Linked DNA regions of Mus musculus: region 1 is linked to region 2. A link is a contact called in public HiChIP or PLAC-seq data. All regions are on one chromosome and are shown on one strand. The core of a region is the stretch at or near the end of the contact, and the rest is flanking DNA. Distances in the headings are between cores, read along the strand shown.

Evidence for each region. HiChIP or PLAC-seq counts read pairs in DNA pulled down with a chosen protein or histone mark.
Region 1: an H3K4me3 HiChIP or PLAC-seq map of bone marrow-derived macrophages shows a contact between it and region 2, with 2.5 times the contacts expected there. The contact joins the enhancer-like site here to the promoter of F630028O10Rik in region 2. A contact is called at or near these places in 6 of 39 promoter capture datasets (the C10 cell line, the HPC-7 cell line, HPC-7-derived erythroid cells and 3 more), 2 of 484 Hi-C or Micro-C datasets (the HPC-7 cell line and myeloid progenitors), 1 of 115 datasets of contacts at active chromatin or transcription factors (bone marrow-derived macrophages) and 2 of 9 other capture datasets (adipose tissue and pancreatic islet).

Annotation. Positions count from the first base shown.
Region 1 is chrX:96,328,497-96,331,196 of GRCm38.p6, forward strand. Hsf3 (heat shock transcription factor 3) reads right to left here. Exons shown (of 10, transcript NM_172931.4): 3 at 1,018-1,142. Among named protein-coding and RNA genes, the nearest start is that of Hsf3, 27 kb to the right of the region's middle. Within about 2 kb of position 1,450, at least 1 of the 459 cell types and tissues checked has an H3K27ac peak or open chromatin away from gene starts, as enhancers often do. A contact at or near this core is called in bone marrow-derived macrophages, where this site is marked.
Region 2 is chrX:96,238,570-96,241,269 of GRCm38.p6, forward strand. F630028O10Rik (RIKEN cDNA F630028O10 gene) reads left to right here and starts at 1,357. Exons shown (of 3, transcript NR_030718.1): 1 at 1,357-1,427; 2 at 1,844-1,944; 3 at 2,469-2,700.

The DNA of each region.
Region 1 (2,700 bases), core at 200-2,699, 90 kb after region 2:
TGCTTAGAAGGAACTCCAAAGGATACTTTGTTCACTATTTAGGTGTAGTGTTTGGACTTGTTTGCACATAAAGCCAGGTAGAACGCACTGGAACATTATCACCCATACGAAATACACAGATGCAATGGTTAACATTCAACAGCAGGCTGACATCAAAAAATTAATATGAAGGACTGGCTCATGTTCAGTTTCAAGGAAAATCTTGATTTCTTTTCTACGTTGATGAAAAATACTTCTGTTGTCTACATCTCTTCTCTCCTTTCTCTGTTGCCATATATGAAAAGCTTAATTTACTAAGTTAAATACCAATGATAGACTCATCAAATTCAAGGTTCATTTACACTTCAGTGGAAGATTTTCAGAAAATCTCAATTTTAATATGAAAGCTGATGAATATTTGCTAATCCATACATATCTTCTCTAAAGTAAATAATAGGTTATAATATTTTCTCAAAGTTATTACTGTGAATATTTTTAGCTGGTTAAAATTTGCTTTGCAATATTACTTCCTGAATTAAAGCTCTACTGTCAGAGACATTTCATGGTGGTTTATGGACTCTGAGTCTTTATAAAATGCTGAAGACTATATTAAAGAACTTATTTTATAGGACAAACTGAAATAAGAGCAGACTGAAGGAAGAATCAGAAAGTGCATTAGTTACATATATCAGAATAATTAGATACAGAACTTATACATTTCACACCCTTGTCTAGTTTTCTTTCTTGGTTAAAATGGAAATTTCTATCTAGGTTAGTATTCATGTTTCTGTTGTCTTATATCCTGGTGATTTTACTTTTGGTTTGTACAGTGGTGTGTTAGGGCATTATAGCAATATTTGAGTTACTGGCTCATAGTAGCAATTCAAGATTTAAAGCATTTGAAACAGTGCTGTGTTTTAATTTAAAATAAATCACACCAAAAGTACCATGCAAAATAAGAGTGGAGCTTCACAAGTCCGAAGTAATCAAACTTAAATCCTTGGTAACAGATGCTAGAACCTTCAGACTAACACGTACTGTTTCATTTGTGTATATTTGGCATCCATCTTCCTCTGCATGTCTTTAAACTCTTGCATTTCAGTCACAATTTTCTGAAACTCATCAGAGTAGAGGCTGGCACCTTCAATTTTTATTGTTGGCACCTAAAATGGGAAATTATAGTTAGGCTGGTTAAATTTTTGGCATACCATTAACTATCCATTATGATTACTAATGAGAAAAGGAAAAAGCATGACAAATGGATAAAAGTACATTTAATTCTGTAAATGTACCTTGATTATAGTACTGCACCATGCATGCTTCTTATTATAGTTATTACACACATTATTGTGTTTCCACTAACTTGAAAGCTCCTGGAAGTTAGACATATAGTTCCTGGGAGCTGGAGAGATTGCTCACCAATTAATAGAACTGGCGGCTCATCCACAGAACCCAGTTTATTCTACTTAAGTCCTACGGGATATGATACCCTCTTCTGGCCTGTGCAAGAACTACATGTGCATGGTGGATAGGCAGATATGTAGGCAAAATGCCCACACACATAAAACTTAAATGAAAAACGAAAAAATATAGTTTCAGATACACTCCCTCCTGATTTCAAGGATACTTTACAAATACCTTACGGACATATGTATTATATATATCACACATTATATACATATATGTAAAACATACATATATCTGTGGCTTTATATGTAGTTGTATTGGCACACATTTATAACCACAGAACTCTGGAGGCTGAGGAAAGGAGATCCTTAGTTTGAGGCCAAAAATGCCTCATCATCCCAAAAAAAGAAAAGAAAAATAAAAAGTCTAAGCACCCCAGATTTTCTATCATTAATAAAATGACAATACTTTACAGGGACAAAAAAATTCAACTTATAGTAAGTAATATAACATAACCATATAAATATATGGGACTTTGACAAAGATTACAATACTTTAGAAATGTTCTGTTATACACACATCTCATTCTGTTTAGAGTTCAAGTGTGAAACTTTCCCTCCATTTTTTCTATTGGGAGTGATTATGAGCATAATTTGGGAGGAGGTATATCTCATGAATAAAGTCTCAGAAATAACCCATAATAAACTTCAGATTCATTTTAGGCTTGCTGAGATGTAAGTATATTAAACTATGTGGGTTTTTTACAAAATCAAACACCATACATACTATGGTTCTACAACTTAATGCATAGTAATGCACAAAATAATGTGAACATTAGTTTTGCAGGTAGTGACTAGGACAGCTTTAATGATTTGTATGTGTATTGTTTTCAAGGGTTTATAGGATGCATTATCCCCATAGTCAATGCAACTTTGAAAAGTCTCATTCATTCAGAATCTTACAGTATGGGCACAATAAAAGTTTATTATTTTTTATGCAAATGAGAGAAATAATTTAAACAAACAAAATATTTCAATTATTCCAAATTGAAGCTTTTTATATTATACTGTATCTGTGAATAGGAACTAGAGATTCCTGTTCCCTCAGAGTAAAACTTCTAAATTGTGAACAGAAACTTCTACCTTGTTTTACCTGCTGTAAATGTGTTTGAAGAATAAGGTGATCTGGGAAACAATGCAATGCTGTGTAATTAACAGACCAGAGAGAAATTGTATGTTTCAACTTTAAAACATTGGCCATGCAAAGTGGTATGTAGTAAACTGCAAATGAGCAATTACGTTAGCAATGAGCCAG
Region 2 (2,700 bases), core at 107-2,606:
ACATTTCTTTTTTTTATTAGATATTTTCTTCACTTACATTTCAAATGCTATCCCCTTTCCTAGTTTCCTCTCCAAAATTTCCCTATACCCGCCCCCCACCCCCTGCCCTGCTCCCCAACCCATCCACTCCTACTTCCTAGCCCTGGCATTCCCCTGTACTGGGGCATATAATCTTTGCAAGATCAAAGGCCTCTCCCCATTGATGGCCTACTATGGCCATCTACTGCTACATATGCAACAAGAGACACAAGCTCTTGGGGGGGGGGTACTGGTTAGTTCATATTGTTGTTCCTCCTGTAGGGTTGTAGACCCCTTTAGCTCCTTGGGTATTTTCTCTAGCTCCTTCATTGGGGGCCCTGTGTTCCATCCAATAGATGACTATGAGCATCCACTTCTGTATTTGCCAGGCACTGGCATAGCCTATACCTTCAGATCAAGCTATATACTGGGAGACATTCCAGGTAGTGTTGAGAGGTTTAGCCCTGATGTTGAGAGCTCACTTACTTCCATAGTGGATACATCCTAAATTATATGGTCTTCAAGAAGACCTGGTAGGTGCTGGCTTCTCAAGAGAATTGCCCTTTGTGATGTATTCAGGGATACATTGGGTCCCACCCAGCTGTGACCTGGTATTTACTTCCACAAAGGTGCTGTTACAAAGATAAGGCAAATAGGAACTCCCATTTCTGGAGATAAAAAACCAAAAACTTCTACATTGTCTATTCATTACTCTTTTAAAACTTTTCTATAGGTTGGGATCTAGAATCATGGGAAGAACAGTCATACCCCAAAGAGAACTAGCTTGTTTTTAAAAGGGGGTGAGAGTGAATATATTACATTTAGTTTGTGCTAGGCCTTGACGATTATGTAGCTGATTCTTTATTTCAGGAAAGAAGTAAAAGTGCATGTTAACAAAATAAGATTAACACAGGCTTGGTGGAAATTGTGTGGTATCAAATTTCAGATTTGCCACAAATTTGCTTCCATTTTTACATTTTGACAATAGATTTTCATTAGATAAATAGCTCTGATATTTAAAGATTCCCTCAATTGCTCTAGGGAAACTTCCTTGCTTCATAGGCAGAACACAAAGGAAACTTGTACTTCCTGCTTTCCCACTCTGTAGCATGGGAAGTCAGTGTTTTTGGAGGTTGGTTGAGAATGGGTGGAGACAGAGCAGTAGGGGCTATTGCTGCATTAGCAACTACTCCTTTCACAATAGCTCTGTTTTGTCATTTTGTACCCAGATTTCCGTTGGTTAGCCTCAACTTTATCTTCCTCATTTCTGTTTCCTCTTCATGACACCAAGAGTCCTTCAGAACATGTGACCTTCCTGCTCACAACATAAAACTCAGCTTTCTGTGGCCTCTATAGTTCGGCTCAGCACCTATATCCCATCCAAGACAAAGGCACCACTTCAATGACAGGTATAGTATCTACTTGTTCTCTTAGATTCCCATGCTGAAACAGTGCCCACAACAGCTTTCAGTGTTCTGGATATGCCTAACTGACTCTCAGATCCCAGTTACTGATAAAGGGTCAAAGATAAGACTGATGAAGGTTTCTATTCACTTTCTATCCATGTGATAGAGAGAAGGGACACAAAAATTTCTAACAAATGATGGCTTTTAGAAGATAGTCATGTAGAAGTTAAATGCTTATCAGAGCCAGGAGTTAGGAGTTCTAAATAGCATTTTAAATTTTGTTCTATATCTGTTACTTTTCTTTGGGTGAGTTGTTTCTATAGTCTAGCACTCAGTGTTTGAGTCCCTTTTGCAGAGAAGAGAAAGACAAAGGTGAGATGCTATTTAATGTCTTAGCCTCTATGTCTCTTATTTTGAAGGTTACCAGTCTTTGGTTGGGAAAGAAGATGAGACTGCTGCTTGAATGTACACCTCTAGGCAGAGCTGAACATCCTTTAGAAAACTGCTGGTGGTCTGAAAGGTATGACTAAAACATGAAAGGTTCTTTTTTTTCTAGTTTTGTAAGTCACTACTCCAATTTCAGAATTTAAAAGGCACATAGACGTGAGGACAAATATATATGTGAGGAACAGAGGTCCTGAGAGAAGAAAAGGTAGTTTCCCAAGGCCACACAGAAAACCTGTACTACAACTCAGTCTAAGCCCAGGACAGTGTCCTTTTTCTTCTGCTTTAGGAGGACTGAGATACCAAGAAATAATGGGTATCCTGCAACTGAGGCAGGTGACTCTCCTTATATTGAAAAAAATCTGGATATTAAGACATGGTCCTGAGTACTTCTTTATCACCAAATATATTTTCTGATATGTGGCTTATTCTGGACATTTATAGATTTTTGGTAAAATCTTATACCTCTTTTACCAAGCTTATGCCTTTCAATTTGCGTCATGAAGACTGACTATGTAGTCATCTATGTCTTCATTCTTATGGGTCTGACTAACTTTAATCAACTAAACTTGCTTCTCTTATATGTATTCCTCTGAATAGGTGTGAACTGGAACATCAAGAATGAAAATGAAATAGTCCCTTACCCAGCTTAAGGACTGACTTCTCCATCAATCCTGGAAAACAGTATTTATAATAATCTATTAAGTCAGTGCACTAGAACTCTTTAGCCCCTTTCATGGCTCTTTTCCAGTGTTCTTGGGTTATGTGAGGTCGGATAGGGCAATTGAGAGGCTATGGATATCTCTAAAGTGTCTAGCTCTCCTTACAGCAG